Regions from separate parts of the Mus musculus genome. Here all the other regions are linked to region 3. A link is a contact called in public Hi-C, HiChIP or PLAC-seq and promoter capture Hi-C data. All regions are on one chromosome and are shown on one strand. The core of a region is the stretch at or near the end of the contact, and the rest is flanking DNA. Distances in the headings are between cores, read along the strand shown.

Region 1 (5,178 bases), core at 1,699-4,198, 340 kb after region 3:
AGGGGGAGCTCTAATAGGACATGGGTGCTCTAAAGTGGAAAAGGAGAAAAACAGGAGGTCATTCTAACTGGGGGGCGAGGGTAACACAGCAGGAGGAAAGAGAAATTACACTAACGAAGCTTGAAAACGTCATAGGGAAACATATTTTATAAGCTTACTTAACATATATTAATAACACAGAATTATATTAAGACATTATAATAACCATATAATAATAACACATATATTAATAACACTGCATTTGAGAAGCAGAGGCAGGTAGATCTGTCTGAGTTCAAGGCCAGCCTGGTCTACATAGCAGGTTCCAGGCCAGTCAGAGCTACACAGAGAAAATCTTTTCTTGAACCCACCCCCCCCCCCCAAAAAAAGAAGTGTACTATACATGTGAATGTTGTGTGTGTGTGACATGGGTGATAATGCTCCTCTCAAGAGCCAAAGACTACCAAAATCTCTAGTGCCAGGCATGGAAACCTCCCTTTGTACTGTTGGTTAAGGAGGTCCAAGGTTGCTTTTTTTTTTTTTTTTTTTTACTTTGAGATTTATTTCTTTTTATGTGCATTGGTGTTCTGCCTGCATGTCTGTGAGAGGCGCCAGATCCTCAGCAACTGGAGTTACAGACAGCTGTGAGCTGTCATGTGGGTGCTGGGAACTGAACTCAGTCCTCAAGGACAGTGCTCTGAACCACTGGGCCATCTCTCCTGCCAGGTCGCTCTCTTTTCAAGTAAGATCCAGGTTAGGTGACAATGACAAGGTACTTAAATGCTGAGGAGGCTTCACCTTCCTCTGTCAGAGAAACTGCAATCCAGTGGAATTTTCGAACAGACCCAGGGCAGGGTCAGATGGGCTTCCTGCTTTGCTTGCCTCCGGGGCTCTATGGAATCTAATGAAACATAGTAATGTCACCTCTCTAGAGCCTGGTACAATACAAGAACCTCCTCTGGACTGGAACACAGCTTAGCAGAACAGACTGTCTTTATACCTCAGCCTCTAAGAACTGCCACTTCCCCAAGCTGATTAGCATTCTAAGTAAGATGTGATGTGAGAAGAAAAACACCGGGTGGGTGCAGGATTTTGGAATTCTGTTTTTGTCATTGTGGTTTTATATAGCTCTAGCTGTCCTGGAACTCTTTATGGAGACTAGACTGGCCTTGAATTCAGAACTCAGAGATCCTTCTACTTTGGCCTCCATAGTGTTAGGATTAAAGAAGTGTGCTACCACCTTGCTGGGTCAGGATTCCCAAATTCAAACCTGTGATGCAACATGATCTCAGAGAAGTAAGTCCTTTTCCCTCGGGAGCTGACAGACTCCCTGTGTAAATCTTGCAGGTTGCACTACATTGTTGCTGTTCCTGGTACAGACATTAATTAGATACAAGCATGTAGTTATTCAAAATGTGGTTCTAGGATAGCAAGATGGCTCAGCAGGTAAAGGCACTTGTTGCCGAGCTTAAAGCTTATTCTCTCTCTGTCTGTCTCTGTCTCTGTCTCTTTCTCTCTCTGTCTCTCTGTCTCTCTGTCCCTCTGTCTCTCTCTCAGCTGGGAGTTGTGGTACATGCCTTTACCTCAGAGCTTGGGAGGTGGGGGAGGCAGGCAGATCTGAGCTCCAGACTGGCTTTGGCTGCATAGTGAGACTCTGTTTTAAAAGTGAATAGGAGGGGCCATAATAAATGTTTTAGTGTGTTGGATGATGCTCTGTTCCTTCCTAATATTTACTGCTTCCCTAAATACTAGGGCACTTACCAGGCTAGACCCGTCTAGGTACTGCAGGATACAGAAGTGAACAAAATCTAGGTGCCATTGTAGCTGGTCATGATGGACATGATGACATGCCCATAGTCTCAGGCTTGGGAGACTGTACCGGGAGTATGGTCCTGACTCGGGACCATCCTGGGTTATATATCCAGTACCAGGCTAGCAAAAGAATCAAAGCAAAACCTCTTGTCTAAATTACATAGGAGATTGGGGCAATGTCATAATCAATAAAATGTGCGGAAGCCCGGGGACCCATGTGCAGATACCCAGCACTGTAGGTAAAAAGCGACAGACCAGAGCTCAGGGGACTGTGATCCCGACTCTGAAGAGAGAGAAACAGCAGAATCCCTAGGACCCGTTGGTTAGCTCTCTAGTCAAACTTGTAAGAGACCGTGACTCAGAACAGAGAGGAGGAGTTGAGATGGCCCAGTGGATAAACCTCACGCTTGCTGCCTAAGCATGAGGACTTGCTTGTAAACCCCGAATCCACATAAACAGAGGGTGCTGTGGTACTTGCCTGTCACTGAAGCTCTGTGGGAGTAGGGACAAGTGGAACCATGGAGTCGTCCCAGCCCTCGTTCAATGGTTCTCAAACTGTGGGTCGGGACCTCCTTTGCAAACCTCTATCTCCAAAAGTTTATTCATAACAGTAGCAAAATTACAGGTTTTCTTTTAAAGACTTATTTATTTTATGTATATGAGTACACAGTTGCTGTCTTCAGACACACCAGAAAAGGGCATCGGATCCCATTACAGATGGTTGTGAGCCACCATGTGGTTGCTGGGAATTGAACTCAGGACCACTGGAAGAGCAGTGAGTGCTCTTAACCGCTGAGCCACCTTTCCAGTCCAACAAAAATATAGTTATGAAATAACAATGAGAATAATTTTATGGTTGGAGGTCACCCAACATGAGGAACTGTATTTAAAGGTCGCAGCATTAGGAAGATTGAGAACCGCTGGGGCCTAGTTGAAAAAACAAAACAAAAAAGTGAGCCCCAGGTTCAGAAAGAGAGAATCTATCTCGAAAGCTAAGGTGGGGAGCAGGAGAAGACAGCAGCAGAGATCAACTTCTGGATGGACACACACACACACACACACACACCCAAACCATGAACAAAAATGTATCAGGAAAGGGGGATGGGCTGCTGGCTCCCAGTGACGTCACGGGCGCTCTGTGACGCGGCTCCTCTGTGACGGTGACAACAGCACAGCAGCGGGAGGGTCGGCCGAGCCGCCGCGGGGCTCACGCAGGGTGCTACCCTGCGGCGCGAGGCAGCTGAGGAAGGGCCGAGGGCTTTGGCTGCGGCGACTTCGGCTTCCCAGAGGGGTAGCCCAGGTCAGGATGCGGCGGAGCCCCCGCTCAGGCTCGGCCGCATCCTCTCATAATCACACACCCAACTTCTACAGCGAGAACAGCAATAGTTCCCACAGCGCGACTTCGGGGGACAGCAATGGGCGCCGGTCCGCTGGGCCGGAGCTCGGGGAGCCCGAGGGCAGAAGGGCCCGGGGCTCGAGCTGTGGTGAGCCCGCCTTAAGCCCAGGAATGCCCGGAGGAGACACATGGGCAGGAAGCTCTCGGCCGAAGCTGGCGCCTCGGAGCCACAATGGGCAGACCGCCTGTGGCGCGGCAACCGTGAGGGGCGGGGCCTCGGGTGCGGGCGGGGTCGAACCCGGGGGCGAGAGGGCGGGGCGGGCTCGGGGGCGGGGCCCGGCGCGGACCTGGGTGCAGAAGCCCCGACCTGGCTCACGAGGGGACGTGCTCGACACGTGTCCCTCGGGGGCGAGCTCGGTGCCATGGCCGGTCCCGGGAGGGGGCGGAGGAAATCCTGTGCCTGGGCATGGCTGAGGAGGTGCCGCAGGGCCGGCGTGAGTGTGACCCTAGTCCGGCCGCACGGGGACTCAGACTGGGGGGCGGTTTCCACTGATTGAGACTCTCCAGCTCCGGGTCTGGGCGTGTGCAGGGAGTGTGACCTGGGGCAAAGGCCTGGACTAAAAGCCTGTTTGAGAGGCTGCCCAGCTGTTTGGCACTAGGGTCAGGAGCCTGCGCCCGGGCCCCGAGGGGAAGAGCGGGCCTGTGGTGCACAAAACCTCAATGGTGCCCTGGGCTCTTGCAGAACCGTCTGGATCTTCTGTAGTTTTGGAGGAACAACTCAACCTTCTCCCGATCCTGGATCTGAGGCAGGAGATGCCTACCCCGAGGGTGTCCAAGAGCTTCCTGAGTACGAGCCAGGCCAGCCCCATCCCCTCTGACCTTGGCACTCAGAACCCCATTTCTGCTGAGTCTGAGTCAGAGAAACCAGCCCAGATGCCCTTTGACCTCTGCTCTCGGACCCCCGCCCCTGTTCCCAGTTCTCCTCCTCGAGCCTGTGCCCTAGTGTCCAGCCTCAGCTCATTTCCCCAAACGACCCTTGCCTCCTGAGCCCCAGACTCTTGTCCTCCGCACCACCCCAGTCCCCACCCCGGCTTCTCTTGAGCCCTTCTGAACCTGCACTACCTCACCTTCATGGATCACCCTCTCTGAGCTGCTTCTCCGGTCTCCGTCCCTAGGCCTCCTCTTTCAGGTGCTGAGCATGGTGTTATCCCTGGCAGTCGATGGGCTGGTCTGTGTGTGCAGGTCAGAGGGAACGGCAGGGCTCAGGGAAGGGCAGCAGGGCTGGCCCCACCCAGGCTAGAGCAGATCCAGATCTGCTTGAGTTCCCAGAAACTGGGCGGGTCTAGGACCCCCACGGTCGAGGCTTGAGTGGTTCAGGGCCTCTAGGCAGCAGCTTCCACTCCTGTTCTTTAGGGAAATCTGCTCCATCCGCTTCCTGTTCACTGCTGTGTCGCTCCTGAGCATCTTTCTGGCAGGTGAGGAGCATCGATTCCCTGGGACCCAGCTCTGCAGGTTTGGGGCCAAGTCCAGCCCCCCCCCCCCGAACTCCGTCTTGGTGGCCTTCAGCCCATTCTAGTGACCCCCCCCATCTTGGTCTCCCGAGTGTGCTCCGGCAGCCCTAGGTTTCACCCCAACTCCTTGCTTTCTTCCTTGTCCTCTTACATCAGAGGACACCTTTCCTCTTTTTCTTCCTCCAGCACTCTGGTGGGGGCTCCTGTACCTGATCCCTCCTTTGGAGAACGTGAGTTGGGGAGACCTATGTCTCCAGGTGGGGTGAGGTTGTGTGTATGTGGGGGGCATCCCTGGGCTGTTGGGATGGGGGCAGTGTAGGAAGCACTGAGTATAAATCCCCATGGGCCAACCAAGAATGGTAGGGCAATGTTGACAGAGAAGGGTGCTTACTGGTCCCTTCCTCCACAGGAACCTACGGAGATGCTGACTCTAAGGTGAAAGGGCAGCTGGGGCAGGCCTGGGCAACACTGGCAATGCCTCTGTGGGTGCTTTCTGAGAGGAATGCACAGGGACAGGTAGCTAACTGCATGGTACCCACC
Region 2 (5,024 bases), core at 1,953-4,452, 380 kb after region 3:
TCAGGGCAAAGCAGAACCACACACTTAAGATCCAAAAGAAACAAAAATCCCAACAACCTCTTAAAGGTTCGCCTCAAAGATCAGCAACAAAGCCTCTATTTACAATGGGCACAATGTTATCAGCAGTGTAATCCCATCACCAAAGAAATCATGAAACCACAGCTTCATCCCTTTAAGTTTGCCCCCTCCCCCCATTATCAGATAAAACACACTTCAGATCCTGGAACCATCCTTATAAATACATTTTTCTGACACTGATAAAATGTAAAATGTTGAATGTTCATGTTAATTTCTCATCTAGTGCTCAGGCAGCAAATCAAGACATTTGTAAATAAGATGTTCCTCCTGCCAAAAAAATTTAATACTGTTATTAATGATACCAACAAAAATATCCTTTTTAGCCGGGCAGTGGTGGTGCAGGTCTTTAATCCCAGCACTTTCGAGGCAGAGGCAGGAGGATTTCTGAATTCAAGGCCAGCCTGGTCTACACAGAGAGTCCCAGGACTACACAGAGAAACCCTGTCTTGAAATAAATAAATTTTTATTCATTTATACTTCAAAATAAAAATATTACTTCTAGCTTAAGTAACCACATTTTCTTTCACTATGGCTTTTAGTCTTAAAAGCTAGCTTTAAACGTAAAACTCTGCAAACCAAAGGTACATAGGTGGTTGGCAGTAAAGCTGCTGGAACTACAAGTGAAATTACTTTTCTGTTTAGTCTGCCTACAACTTTTAGTGAGCACTCATTTTAATTAGTATTTATTACAACTATGTAGAGGAGAGGGCTGGAGAATCTGCCCAGTGGTTAAGATCACTGGCTGCTCTTCCAGAGGCTCCATGACTCCCTGCACCCACAGGGCAGGCAGCTCACAACCTTCTGTAACTCCAGATTCGACCCCCTCTCTTCTGGCCTCTGAGAACACCAGGCATGAAGACAGGCAAATACCTACTCACTCAAAAACTGTAGGCTAGGTTTTAGATTTTTAAGGTGGACTCTGCATTTTAGGGGGAGATTTAGAAATTAGTATAGAATGTAAAACTAATTACATTTTCAGAAAAAAAAATCATGTATTCTAACTAAGTATCAAAAGTCAACTGTTACTAGTGACTCCACCAACTTAAGAGTTCAATGTGAGTCTAAGTTACAAGATCCTATGGCCAGTGAGGAACAAACAAGCAAACCCCCAAGATCCAAACAGCACAGCAGCTCTCTGCAAACTCAAGTGGGACTTTCTGACTGGCAGTGGGGTCTAGCATCTGGCACACAGTATAAAACAGAAGTTTAATGATATAATAAGTTTTACACCTAAGAACTGTACCAACAACTCCCAAATGTTCAATATGCAACCAATCAAAACATTCAACATGCCACAAAATTGTAAAAGAAGCCTAAAGTATATAACTAGTAGCCTAGAGCAGTAACCACCACAGTGGTTTGATGGTCTCAGATCCGAACATAAAATTATACATTACAATCCACAGTGACCAACATTTAATCAAACACAAGGTGATATAAAAATATAACACGTTTTGATAAACTATCCAATACGCCTTGTGAAATCACCTAAACACAAACATTTCATTTCCTTCCAAAATTATATTCGAAGTTATGTGAACAGTTCTTCCACAATCACTTTCTACAAATCCAAAAGTCTCCATCTCATCAAAAGCAACAAGTTTCAAAAACAAGTACATCAGTTTTATTTACCTATTTTTTTTAAATAAAGATTTTTTTGTAGGATTTTTTTCCAACTGCAAACGCTCTTTAACATTTTAACAGTATACAATGGTTAACAAGGTCCCGGACAATTTTTGTTTCTAAGACTGAAGTTCACCAAAAATTACAGCTCAAACTATCCAAAAAGCCCTGAAAGAAATAGTCTCTCCCTTGAGTTGCCATCCATCCTAGTTTTTTCCCACCAAGTCATATAATAAGATTCGCATCAACTTAAATCTTAACGTACACAATAAAATGGTTTCTGCCAACTGCACACACTCAGTCATCTCGGAATCTAGGAGCCAAGAAGGCTTTAGGACCCAGAATACTTCTGCAACACAGCCTGTAATTCGCAACTTTATCTACCAGAATGAATGGATCTTTAGCACTTGAATAAACCACAGGGGACTCCTTAGAACTTCCAATAAAACACACACTTAGGTTACTAACTCGCTTACTAACACGGGCACTCCAACCTGCTACGTTAGTCCATACCCCAATACTAACCTGTAGATCTTTAAAATGCCTTTCCTTCTATTTTACGCGGCTGCAAAGTGGCGCCGCCAACCTTCAGACAGTAAGTAAGCTATCTAAGACACCCACCCTCCTTCCTCCAACTCCCAAAGGTGCTGCAGATAGCAGCCCCTCCCCTAGTTGGGAATCAAGGACCAGCCATCCTAGCTACAATTCTTCAAGCCTCTCCGACCTACAGGGCGGCTCCAATCACCTACACTTAGGAAGCCCCTCCTCAGCGCTAGACCTAGGAAGCTATACACTGCAATCCCTGCACCTCCAGGCCCTAAAAGCGACCGGTTCCCAGCCTCCCAGGACACCTTTCCTCCCCATAGGAATGTCCCTAGTGTAGTCCACTTTTGCAGGTCATAGGCCACTAGGACCTCTTCACTTCGGGGCAGAGGTGAGAGTTAAAACCTCGTTCCCGCTTAAAGCCAACGAAGCCTTCCCCACTAAGCGTGCAGGCGTTTTCATCGCAATCCCCCCCCCCCCGACCCGGTAGTTCGCAGGCCGCGAGGCCACCCGATGCTGGCCGCTTCCCCTCTCAGGACCACCGGGCATCCCCGCTAAGGCCCTGCTCCCACTTCGGCACGCAGACTCCACCTTTCGCATCCTCGGAGGCCCCGGAGCGTGAGCGGCGCCCCAGGACCCCCGCAGCCCCGCCGCGACCCTTTGTGTTGGGCGCTCGCGGCCGCGGGCTCCGAGGCCTGGGAAGGCCCCGCCCCGAGGCACCAAGGAGGCGGCTCGAGCCCCGCACAGCCCCGCCCGTTCCGGGGCTGCGGGAGTCTTACCGGGGAGAGCTTGCGCGGCACCAGAACCCAGACCCGAGTTACCCCCCGCGCGAGTGCCTCAGCCCTGCGGCCGACAGCCCCAGCCCGAACGGCTTTCCCGGAGCCCACTGCAGCCAACACCTCCACAGCCGCTTCACAAAATGGCCGCCCGCCCGCTCCGGCGCTCCGCGTTCCCGGAGTAGGCGGGGCGCCGCTGCCGACGTCACCTGATGGGAGACGCAGGCGCGCTGAGGATTTGGGGTGGGGGCAAAAGCTCGGAAGTTGCAGGTATTTGTGGTGAACCCGGTATTTTAGTAGCTGTTTGCAAAGTCAGACCTGAAGCTATTGTCCAAGGTTCCTTGCAGAGCTTTTAAAGTACAGGCTCCTTTGGCTCTTGGAGACCCCCGTGAAGGGAGAAAAACAATGCCTTCACTGCAGAACTGTCTTGAGGATTAAACGCACCAAGAAGCAAAAGCTTGAACCTTTTTTTGACTATTGAAAAAAAAAAAAATGGGAGGCAGAGGCAGGCGAATTCTGAGTTCGAGGCCAGCCTGGGCTACAGAGTGAGTTCCAGGACAGCCAGGACTATACAGAGAAACCCTGTCTCGAAAAACCAAAAAAGAAAGAAAGAAAGAAAGAAAGAAAGAAAGAAAGAAAGAAAGAAAGAAAGAAAGAAAGAAAGAAAGAAAGAAAGAAAGAAAGAAAGAAAGAAAGAAAGAAAGAAAGAAAGAAAGAAAGAAAGAAAGAAAGAAAGAAAGAGAAAGAAAGAGAGAGAAAGAAAAGAAAGAAAGAAAGAAAGAAAAAGGAAGGAAGGAAGGAAGAGAAAGAAAGAAAGAAAGAAAGAAAGAAAGAAAGAAAGAAAGAAAGAAAGAAAGAAAGAAAGAAAGAAAGAAAGAAAGAAAGAAAGAAAGAAAGAAAGAGAAAATAATCCTGCTTGGCAGTGGTGGCACAAGCCTCTAATCCCCGCACTTGGGAGGCAGAGGCAGGCAGATTTCTGAGTTTGAGACCAGCCAGCACTACACAGAGAAACCCTGTCTTAAACACACACAGAAAGAAAGAAAGAAAGAAAGAAAGAAAGAAAGAAAGAAAGAAAGAAAGAGAGAGAGAGAGAGAGAGAGAGAGAGAGAGAGAGAGAGAGAGAGAGAGAGAGAGAGAGAGAGAGAGAGAGAGAAAGGAAGAAAGGAAGGAAGGAAGGAAGGAAGGAAGGAAGGAAGGAAGGAAGGAAGAGAAAATATTCTTCTGCCATGGGGCTGGAGAGATGTCTCAAAGGTTAAAAGCTCATACTGCTCTTCCTGGCATCTTAAATTCTATGAGCTACATGGAGTGGCTCACAACCTCCTGTAACTCCAGCCTCAAATCTGACTCCCTCCTCTGGCCTCTGTAGGCAGCGACACTAATATGTACAAACTCTCACACAGAGACATTAATAAAAATAAATATAAAAAGAGTAAAATATCTTTCAATATTTCCTATAATCCCCAGTATTTGATTATACAGGGAGACCTAGGCTCTACCAGACTCTGCCCCTTGATTTTGTGTGTGTGTGTGTGCGAGAGAGAGAGAGAGAGAGAGAGAGAGAGAGAGAGAGAGAGAGAGAGAGAGAGAGAGAGAGAGCGCATGCGCGCGGGCAAATAAGAGGGATGGAGAGAGAGAGGAGAGAGACAGAGAGAAAGAGAGAAAGAAAGAGATTTTCTTGCCTCTATCTCCTGGAATTTTGGTGTGTACCTCCTTGTCTGGACCTAAGCTTTTCATAGTCACTGTGCCTTAAGATCAGGATCAAAAGCCTGTGACTTCCATTTCTGAATTGTTGTTCATTCCAGACTAAAAGTCCTAGAGAAGTCAATAACCCAGTAATAATGATGCCTAATATAATAGAACTATTCTGTGTTAAATGGCAAATGAATAAACAATAAGCTTAGCTGGGTAGGACCAAGCCCCAAGGTCACCACGCCCTTAATCTGCTTGAACAAGGGATTCAGCTCCATTTCCCTACCTGAACCGGATATTTTATATTTTTTCCTT
Region 3 (5,356 bases), core at 642-3,141:
CCTGCAGTCCCAGCACGGGGGGTGGGGGGATGATAGGGATTCAGAAGGCCTGAGAGTTTAAAACTAGTCTGGGCCATATAGCAAGATCCTGTCTCAATAAACACATAACACGTATATGCACACCTGTGTAATTGTATAAACTGAGAACATTCTACAATGATCTACAGGACATACACAGGTTGTAGACCTAAGGAATGAGATACTCAGCAAGCATGACTCTATCCTGCTCAGTGAGCCATGTGTTTGCACTTGCTTTCTGTTCCAACTAAGAAATAAAAATTGGCACACGTTCCTAGCTTACTTGCCTAGCCCCTGGCATCAGAGAGCATGCTATCACGTATAAATATTTGTAGTACGAGGATAATGAGGCAGGGGTGAGAGGGAGCACCTGCAATCCAGCACCTGGGAAGGAGAGGCAGGAGCACCCCAAGTTCATGGTCATTGTTGGCGATGTGGTAAGTCTGAGGCCAGCCTGAGCTATGTGAGACCTATCTCAAACAAGCAAGCAAGCAAGAAATAAAAGACCTCAGCAACTGGAGAGATGGCTCAGTGGTTGAGAGCACTGGTTGATCATCTCATACCCACAGGGCACCTCACACTGTCTGTAGTTCAAGTTCCAGGGAACCTGACACCCTCACATGGTTATAGATACAGGCAAACAGCCAGTGCGCACTAAATCAATAAATCATTCTATAAAAACGAAGCAAAACAAAACAAAACAAAAACCAACTCAGGATTACAGCCCTAGTGTCAGTTTTGGCTAATGCAATGATTCTTTGCTCGACTGGGTTCTTTATTCCAGTGAAAATGAAAAGATGATATGGTAACACAGAATTACTAAACGAAAATGAATCAGGTGACTTGTATGTATGGCGGTGAGAGGAGTTGGTATGAAGCTAGACGGGAAATATTTTTCAGTCATAAAGAGTACACCAACTACAAAGGGTCTTAACTGTGGGGAGAATAACGTTCCTCCTGGGCCTGTGCGCCCACCTATAAAATGAAGGAGTTGAGTTTCCTGACTCCCGGGAGTTTTTTCAAAATATTTTGTGACTCCAGAAATGTCCCCAAGTCCTCATACGTGGTTGCCTGTTCGGCTGAGGTGAGTCCAGAGGGCTAGCCTGCCAAGTTAAGCCAAGACTTTTTTGTACTGTGAAAAGCTGTGTAGTTCTGACAGCGCTGGTTTGGACTGAGGGGACGGGGTTGAATCAGCCCAGGTCGGAAACTTTCCACAATCAGTGAGACCATGAAGCCACCAGCCCTCCTATGATCCCGGCCAACCCCCTTGGCCCTCAAGCTGGCTCTACCTGCCCCAGGTGTCGTGCCCATCACAGGTGAGAGGTCTCAGCTCATCGTAGGGAAAGGCATTTTCCAGGTAACTGTCGTAGGCGTGGTAGAACATGGCCTTGACTCGCTCCCTGGTTCGAGGGATGAGAAATAAGGTAGGGGGCCAGAACACAAAACCAGGCGGGAGAAAGGACCAGACACAGGACGGAGAATGGGAACCACAAAATGATTTCTGCCGAGGGCCCAGCAGCGGGACCAGAGCACGTCAGGGTGGGGGTCCTGGGGTGGAGGGAAGGGAAGGGACCCGGTGGGCGCTTGCCACTCCCCAGCCGTAGAGAGCGGGAGCCTGGCCCCCTTCACCTGTAGTGGGCGGGGTCGGGCGCGGTGCCGTCGGGGCCTGGCGCACCATGGTGCAGGGGTAGCAGCACGCACACGAGGCCGAGCGGGATGAGTAGCCGGAAAGGCATAGAGCTCGTGTCCTGTCAGTGCCGCCGCAGCAGCTGCAGCCACCGCCACCAGCTCATCCTCCGAGCCGCGGCTGGTTCTTCCGGGGATACGCACCACGACGCCTGCGCGTTGGGCAAGAAGCCTCTCACTTCCTGACTACAAAGCCCAGGATGCAATGGGCGGTGGAGCCCTGGCAAAAGAGCATCTCGGGATTTCTGGTCTACAGAGAGGAGTTCAACGTGTCTTAAAGACAGTGGTTGCTGTGGCTGCTGTTAATAATGTTTTCACAATCCCAGTTTCTGTTTGTTGAGCACCTTCGGTGAATTAAAGTGTTAGGAGCACTTTACAGGCGCCATCTAGTTAATTTTTGTTTTTTTTCCAAATACCTTTTAAAGGAGGGGCTAGCAGGTACTCAAGATTTGAGCAGATGCCTATGTAAATATGGATGAAAAATGTTCGGCTTTGACTATAATAGACACAGGGTTTGACAAACCATTGTGTAAGTAAACTCTAGAATTATTTTCCCAAAGCCTTAAGGTTTCCAGAAATCCCTTTTGTTCTAGGAATTCATACATTTATGACGGTCTTTCACTTTAGGGTGCCATGAAATCACGGTCCCTTCAGTCTCTAAATCAACCCAGGACTTTACCTGGACCATCTCAGTGGCTGCCATCCCTGGTGAGAATGAAGACCCAGCATTCTTCCTTTAAGAACATCTGGGCCGGCCGGGCGGTGGTGGTGCACGCCTTTAATCCCAGCACTTGGGAGGCAGAGGCAGGCACATTTCTGAGTTCGAGGTCAGCCTGGTCTACAAAGTCAGTTCCAGGACAGCCAGGACTACACAGAGAAACCCTGTCTCGAAAAAACAAAATAAAACAAAATAAAAAGAACATCTGGGCCAGTTTCCCCACTCTCTTGCTAGGTCCTAGACTCTGTTAGTGCGCTATCTACAGCAACCCCCTTCTCTTTGGTCAGTGGAATGAGCTGTAGACAACCCTAGATTTGAAGTTCGATTGGGGTTCATTACGACTCTACCATTCACACATAACCTATATAACCTTAAAGGAGTCCCTCTCATCCTCCAGGCACAGCACCCACATTTATGAAAGGGTTTGTCTAAACTGATATTTGAGATCCTTTTAATTTGAACTTTTCTTTAATTCTAGCATTGCCCAACTCTTCTTTGCTGAAAAATTCAGAGGGAAATGGCTGCTCCATTTATTGAGCAAAGTGCAGGCAGACTCTGCCTTCTTTGGCCCAGTTGTTTGTTTGTTTGTTTGTTTGTTTGTTAATTCTTGTTCTTTGACAATTTCATATATGTATGAATATGTTCTGGTCACCGCCCCTCCCCCATTACCTTCACCATTCTTCTCTCCTCCTTTTTCCTCCCAAACCCCTCCTACTGTCATTTTTTGTGGTTGTGATTGGGGTAGATTAGGTTTAATTAGGGCTGCTTACATAAGCATAGGTGAAGAGTTATAAGCAAGTTTGGAGCACACAATAATATTATTTATTTATGTACATGAGGATTTTGTACATAATTTTGTGCATGCCAGGTCACCTCTGAGGCCAGAAAAGGGTGTAGAGTCCTCTGGGTCTAGAATTATAGGTATTGTGAGCTTCCATGTGGTGCTAAGACTCAACCCAGGTGCTCTAGAAGAGTAGTTAGTACTCTTAACCATTGATCCATCTCTCCAATCCCAATCCAGCATTCTTGAAAATATCCCTCATTAAGTGTCCCAAAGTGCCATCAGTTGATAAACAAATTAAACTCCATATCTAACCCAAAGTGGGTCCTAAATTCAATAAAAAGGTTTTAGTATAGATGGGTCAAGGGTCAATGTGTCAGTGTTAAATTGGGGCAGTATTATTAGGAGTGTGGCCTCACCTTTTTTTCTCATTTATAAATTATGAAGAATATTAATACCTGCTTAATAGGGTTAGAGGATTCAGTGAACCATATAAAATGCCTATAATAATGGCATAGCAAATACTGAGTCACTAGGAGAATATTTTTTAAATACTTCTTAGAGGGGCCAGATAGAAGGGAAACCAAAAGAAACTAAGACCTGGATAATAACACAGGGAGACTGTATAGGTTTCCCAAGCTACTAGAACAAATTATCACCAACATGGAAGCTTAAAGCAAGAGAAATTTATTCTCCCATTTCTGGAATTCAGAAGCTAGTTTCACTGATCCTAAACCAACATTTTGAAAAAGTTTCCCTCCCCTCCTTCCTAATGCTTAAGAGGAGAGCCTGCTTGTCTTAATCAGGGTTTCTACGGCTGTGACCAGATACCACGATTAAAAGCAACTTGGGCAGGAAAAGTCTTATTTGGCTTATATCTCCTAATCACAGTTCACTGAGGGAAGTCAAGACAGGAGCCTAGAGGCAGCAGCTGATGCAGAGGCCACGGAGGAGTGCTGCTTACCGGCTTGCTTCTCATGGCTTGCTCAACCTGCTTTCTGGTAGGAGCCAGGACCACCAGCCCAGGGACGACACCATCTACAATGAGCTGGGACTTTCCCCATCAATCACTAATTAAGAAAATGTCCTACAGCCTTGCCTACAGAGCATTTTTTTCAGCTGAGGATCCCTCCTGTCTGATGACTACAGCTTGTGTCAAGTCGCCTAAAACAATCCAGCACACTGCTTCTTCCCTGTCCAGACTCTCCTGACAGTTTGAATCCCTCAGCTTAGAACTGTGTCATTCCAGTCTGTGGTTCCGTCTGCATGTCCCTCTTTCTGTCTCTGTCCTCTTTTATTATATCTCCCTCTGCTTCTCTCTCATAAAACCTTTTTATTATATTTATTTAGAACCCATCTTGAAAATCTTGGATAATCTCCCATCTCAAGATCCTTGATGAGACCTTCAAGGTCTCTTTCCAAATAAGATAACACAGGTTCTAGGGCCGATGATGGAGACGTTAGAGGGCTCCTTTTCAGCTTAGTATAGGCACTAAGTATTTTTCAGGCATAAGCTTTTCTTTATGATGAAAGCTAACTTAGCCTAAGCATCCTTTTCCATGTCATAAGCCCTATAGCTTAGCTTTTGTCTCCTATTCAGAACTTTGGTGTGGGTGAAATACTTGCAGGTAGAGCGGGACAAGGCTGCTGGATTTGGTAATGTGTGTTCCTATGAACAGAGCAGAAATAGTTCAGGTTCTTAATGTCTTTTCTTACTCTGATAAAAACATAGCTTTTCGGGCTGGTGAGATGGCTCAGTGGGTAAGAGCACCCGACTGCTCTTCCGAAGGTCCAAAGTTCAAATCCCAGCAACCACATGGTGGCTCACAACCATCCGCAACAAGATCTGACTCCCTCTTCTGGAGTGTCTGAAGACAGCTACAGTGTACTTACATATATTAATAAAATAAATCTTTAAAAAAAAAAAAAACATAGCTTTTCAGCACTCACAGAATGAAGCAAGTCAAGATTTCACAATTCTTTTGTGGCTGATTTCACACTTCTCTGATGAGACAAATATATATATATATATGTTTTACACCCCAAAGAAGGATTAGAATTCTTCTCTCCTGGCTTCATCCCCTTACTCTCTTTGTGATGTTATGATCTAGCTCAGGAGGGTGTGGTCCAGTAAAATGGCCAACTATAATATT
Region 4 (4,967 bases), core at 1,224-3,723, 470 kb after region 3:
GAAGAGGTGTTGTGAGCCACCTTGTGGTTGCTGGGAATTGAACTCAGGACCTCTGGACGAGCAGTCTGTGATCTGAACCACTGAGCCATCTCTCCAGCCCTGGAGTATCTTCTTTAACCGGGCATTTAATCCTAGTCCTTTGAATCAGAGGTAGGTGGATCTCTGAGTTCTAGGACAGCCAGAACTACACAGAGAAACCTTGTTCCGAGACACCTAAATAAATAAATAAATAAATAAATAAATAAATAAATAAACAAACAAGTATAGAAAGGCCCTGGCATCCAGAAGATAGAGAGAACAGATTCATACAACTTGTATTCTGACTTCCACATATGAGTCTTCTAGGCATGTATACACACATACACATTAAAATAAACAAATAAATGTAAGAAGAGAGAGGGTCTCTCTCAGTAGCCCAGGCTGGACTGGAACTCACTGTATAGAACAGGCTGGCTTGGATCTCATGTGTCTCCCTCTGCCTCCAGAGTATTCTTTTAAAGACCATGGACAAAAAGAGAAACTGACAGGAAGGCCAAGGGACAGCCTGTGCTCCAGAGACATTGTTTACAAAAGAAAGGGGTCAGGGTGGTGTCCTGTGGATCACACAGTGAGGAATTCCTGATAACAAAACCAACTAGGCCTCCAGCTTCAGATGGCTGAAAACAGTGACTGTGGAGGGTTTGGAATGTTGCAGGTCTCAGAGCTGGTTTCTCCTGGGCTTCTAAAGGCCCATCTGTGTGTCAGATCTAGGATCCCAATAAAAGACAAGCCATGAACTGTATAGTTAACAAAGCCCTATTCTCCACCAATGGAAGGGCTAAGAATGCTACCACATAGCATTTAAGCCCTCCAGCTGAGATTACTCCATTTTACTCTAACTACTTACTTAATGTTTCTACTAATTTCTTGTTGTTTTGTGCTTTTGTGTTTTGTTTTTTTTCTTACTCTCTCTCTCTCTCTCATTTTTTGTTTTTGTTTTTGTTTTTCTTCTTTGAGACAGGATTTCTCTGTGTAGCCCTGGCTGTCCTCCTGGAACTCACTTTGTAGACCAGGCTGGCCTCAAACTCAGAAATCCACCTGCCTCCTGAGTGCTGGGATTAAAGTCTTGTGCCACCACGCCTGGCCTTTTTTTTTTTTTGGTTTTAAGGCATTTATTGTAGAAAGGCAGAGAGAGGAAGAGAGTAGGGAAGGCTGAGAGTAAGAGCAAGAGAATAAGAGGTAAGAGAGTGTTCTCTTTGAGAGAGGCTTTCTCTTCATAACCCTAGCTGTCCTAGAATTTTCTATGTATGGGATTAAAGGAGCCACCACACCTGGGCTCTACTAATAAAATTTTTATTTTATCTTATTTTTATTTTTTATTTTTGGTTTCTTTGTATACTCCTGGCTGTCCTGGAACTCACTCTGTAGACCAGGCTGGCCTCCCAAGTACTGGGATTAAAGGTGTACGCTGCCACCACCGCCCGGCTTTTTTTTTTGGGGGGGGGGGGCAAATGTTTTGCTTGGAGAGCTATGCTTTTGTGTGAAGAATGACTTTTTTTTTTTTTTGAGACAGGGTTTCTCTGTATAGCTCTGGCTGTGGTGGAACTCACTCTGTAGAACAGGCTGGCACTACACGAAAACAGTGAACAATGACTTTAATCTCAGTATGTCAGGGGCAGAAATGTGGATCACTGTGAGTTCAAGACAAACCTGTCTATACACTGATTTCCAGTCTAGCCAAGGCTACACATATTGAAACTGTTTCAGAAACAAACAAACAAACAAACAAAAACAGCATCAAGTGTGGTTAGATGAGCAAAGGCTTAGATTGACAAGTAGTGTAGGGACATGATGCGATTAGACATAATTTAAGAAGTGCAAGTTTGGTTGCTCCCAGTGTCAAATCAAAGCATGATCGCCTCAGTAAATAGCAATTTTACCACTTCTCGTTAGCACTTGCTAAGTCCCACTGGAGAAACCTCTTTTTTGTTGTGGCGGCATCTTGGACCTTGCTCCCTAGAGACAAAATTCGGCTTTTTCTTTTCAGTTCCCGTTGGAATCCTTTTCTAAGGATGAGAGAGAGCAAAGGCAGAGGTGAGAAGGTTCAGATGAGGACTTGATAGGGGCAGAGCACAGAGGGCGGACTGGTGACAATCGATCTTGAAGATTTAGCTCTTCTTCTGGAGAAGGAACAAGTCGTTCTGATAAGCTCTTGCGTGTGAAGAGCGGATTGGAAGAGGGAAAGTAGTGAGCTGTAAAGACTACGATCTCCGTGGAGCGTGGTGACAGACGGGGTAGAGGGAGGTGGGCGACTTTCCACCATTTAGAAGGAGAACTAAGAGGGTACATAGGCAGCACCCAGGCCAATGCTTCTGGTGACCTCAGCCGTCACGGGTGAGTGCGGACTCGGCGTTCCCGCTTCAGGGAGGTGGGCGTGGCTTGCTCGCGCTGTCGTCCTGGCGACCGGGAGGGGCGGGGCCCGGGGCGGGGCTGTAGGGAGGCTGCGTCACTCGGCGGTGGAGATGGTGCGTGTGTGTGGGGGGCGGGGGATACGCTGGGCGCGTCCCCGGGGTCACGTGGTGCGCAGCGCGCACAGTCCTTCTGTCGGTTGGTCTGGAGCGGCGCAGCAGGAGCGGGGCCGTGAGGTGAGCTCGTGGCGAGGCGCGGCGACGCGAAGCCAGCTGGTTGGGGCCGTGTTGGGGGCAGGCCCCGTGCCGCGCGCGCGCTGTGCGGGCGGGACCGGGGACGGACGCCCCGGCCACTGCGGGACCCTGGCTCACTCCTGTTCCCCGACTGGCCCCCGGATCACCCAGCCCCGGAGGGAGGCCCGGGGACCGCTGCTGAGAGCGTGGCGGGCGTGCGAGCGTCGCCCAATCACTGCGGCTACCCGCGGGAATGACGGCCGCTCAGGCCAATCAGCGGGGCCCGAGGGGGCTGGGCCGCGAGGTGCGGGCCCGGGGCGCGGAACGGGGCAGTGGGGGTGGGGATGGGTGCTGAGGCTGCACCCCCTGCTTAGTCCGCGAGATAGGGGGAGGCCTAAGCTGCTGCCTCTGCCGCGGGGACGGGTTTTCGTGAAGTGCCTTTCTTATCCTGATCTGGGAAGCACACCCTTTCCTCACGACCCTGTATATGGGAGTGTCCCCTTTCTCTGTAGTTTGGAAAATCTGGGCGTCCCTCCACTCTTAAAATCTCTAATCTTGGGATTTTTCTCTCGATTTCTAACCGTCCCTGAAAACGGATTGAAATCATACTCTCTTTTCTTTGCTCCCCCATACTGAGGGAACACTCCTATATTCAAACCTAATTAACAGTTTTCCCTTTTCAATTTGGGGTCCAGTCCGTTAGTAGGTTCCTCAGAAATCAGGTCACTAACCAAAGTTATCTAATACTTTATTATTATTATTATATCCCACAACTCCAGGGAGGACGACCTCTGTCCAGGCCTCAGCTCTGGTATGTTTTCAGAAGTTAGTGAATGTGGGGGTCAGTTCTTTTTTTCTTAGTCCTTTAGTGTGGAATGCGCACCCCTTTCAGGCTCTTCTCCAAATCCTGATGCTTCTGGCACATAGTTTGCAGTTTCATCTGTAAGGGGCTTCACTAACGTGTCCTTAAGTATGTCTTGGGGCTGCACTCTTTGATGAGTTCTCCAAGCTACCTTGTTTCTCCGGGGGGGGGGGGGAGGGGATTTGTTTTCCTATCTGAGAGTATCTTTGCTTTCAGTGTCCCTTTAAGGTTTGAGATGCGCCTCTTTTAGCAGGAAACAGACCACCTTTGGGGCGCAGCAAGTACTTCTGGCACACTTTTCTCCTGAATCCTTTCATTCCTAAATGTGGTGCACCCCCCACCCACCCATTTTTCCCACAGCTTCCTTTTTTTTTTTCCTAGTTGAAAGCCATATTTATTTGGCCTGTGCAAATTCCAGGAAGTTATCCCTCTGCTTCCAATTTGTGGGACTTAGAGATCGAACTCAGATGGTCATTCTTGGCTTTAAGTGCTGAGGCATCTAGCTAGACAGTCCGTGTCGTGTCCCCCCCCCCCCCCCCCGCCCCCCCAAGGGTTTCTCTGTGTAGCCCTGGCTGTCCTGGAACTCACTCTGTAGACCAGGCTGACTTGGAACTCAGAAATCCGCCTGCCTCTGCCTCCCAAGTGCTGGGATTAAAGGCATGCGCCACCACGCCAGGCTGTCTCTTTCTCTCTTTCTTTTTTCTTTTTCTTTCTCCCTCTTTGTTTGTTTTTCTTTGTAGCTTTTCTGCCATCAAGATAGTTTCAGTCTTAAGTTCCCTTCCCTCTTTGGAACCTCATTCCCTAATGTGCTCTCCCGGGCTCTTGGGCCTTCCTTCCTGTGTTGAGTGCATAGCTGCAAAACACTTCGTCTGTGGCCTCTTCTTTTTTATTCCTCAGGGCAGTTCTTATAGTTACCCCACCCTGAGCTGTTCTTCCCTGATAGGATGCCCTTTCATGCACATGGCTTTTATTTGTCGGTTGTGAGGTTGTCTCCCTGGGTAGCTCAGGTTATCCTGGAACTTCCTAGGTGGCTCAGGTTGGCTTTGAAACCCCCTGCCTCTGCCTTACAAGTGCCAGGGCACAGGCAAGAACTTCCATGTCTGGTTCACATGACTTTTTATAGGTAGTTTATTTTTTTGCAAACAGGAATTCTCTTTTGGTTCATGGCCTGTCCAGACATTTTTCTAGTTTCTGGTTCCTCGTGGACAGTGTTCTGGTTACCTAGTGATGACAGTTCTCCTCCTTGATCGTTCTCCTCGAGAATCCCCTAGTAATTTGTGGTTATCTTGGAGCTCCTACTCCTTTGCTGCTTTACTCTCTGTGAGTCTCTGGTGAAGCCCTCCTCCGTGGGTTTTTGTGGGTCTGGTCTCAGCAATCTCGGCAGGAGGATTTTTTTTTTTAAGATTTATTTATTTTTATTATATGTAAGTACACTGTAGCTGTCTTCAAACACTCCAGAAGAGGGAGTCAGATCTCATTACGGA

What was found. Promoter capture Hi-C pulls out the DNA fragments that hold promoters and counts their contacts. Hi-C and Micro-C count contacts between places; a contact is called where the count stands out from the background. HiChIP or PLAC-seq counts read pairs in DNA pulled down with a chosen protein or histone mark.
Region 1: an H3K27ac HiChIP or PLAC-seq map of microglia shows a contact between it and region 3, with 8 times the contacts expected there. The contact joins the promoter of Spag4 here to the promoter of Edem2 in region 3. A contact is called at or near these places in 1 of 39 promoter capture datasets (hematopoietic stem and progenitor cells), 1 of 115 datasets of contacts at active chromatin or transcription factors (microglia) and 1 of 9 other capture datasets (adipose tissue).
Region 2: a contact with region 3 is called in a Hi-C map of erythroblasts, with 4 times the contacts expected there. The contact joins the promoter of Cpne1 here to the promoter of Edem2 in region 3. A contact is called at or near these places in 2 of 39 promoter capture datasets (both in liver), 1 of 484 Hi-C or Micro-C datasets (erythroblasts), 1 of 115 datasets of contacts at active chromatin or transcription factors (embryonic stem cells) and 2 of 9 other capture datasets (adipose tissue and pancreatic islet).
Region 4: a contact with region 3 is called in a promoter capture Hi-C map of maxillary cranial neural crest. The contact joins the promoter of Phf20 here to the promoter of Edem2 in region 3. A contact is called at or near these places in 2 of 39 promoter capture datasets (cranial neural crest and maxillary cranial neural crest) and 1 of 9 other capture datasets (pancreatic islet).

The regions. Positions count from the first base shown.
Region 1 is chr2:156,062,265-156,067,442 of GRCm38.p6, forward strand. Spag4 (sperm associated antigen 4) reads left to right here and starts at 2,949. Exons shown (of 12, transcript NM_139151.4): 1 at 2,949-3,407; 2 at 3,870-3,974; 3 at 4,303-4,369; 4 at 4,541-4,602; 5 at 4,825-4,868; 6 at 5,048-5,073. The coding sequence starts at 3,098. It overlaps Gm39970 (a long non-coding RNA gene), which reads right to left and starts at 2,350. Exons shown (of 3, transcript XR_866890.1): 1 at 1,741-2,350.
Region 2 is chr2:156,108,763-156,113,786 of GRCm38.p6, forward strand. It overlaps Cpne1 (copine I), which reads right to left and starts at 3,203. Exons shown (of 16, transcript NM_170590.3): 1 at 3,024-3,203. Rbm12 (RNA binding motif protein 12) reads right to left here and starts at 3,203. Exons shown (of 3, transcript NM_029397.3): 1 at 3,024-3,203.
Region 3 is chr2:155,727,584-155,732,939 of GRCm38.p6, forward strand. It overlaps Edem2 (ER degradation enhancer, mannosidase alpha-like 2), which reads right to left and starts at 1,892. Exons shown (of 11, transcript NM_145537.2): 1 at 1,648-1,892; 2 at 1,308-1,418. The coding sequence starts at 1,754.
Region 4 is chr2:156,194,174-156,199,140 of GRCm38.p6, forward strand. Phf20 (PHD finger protein 20) reads left to right here and starts at 2,474. Exons shown (of 18, transcript NM_172674.2): 1 at 2,474-2,624.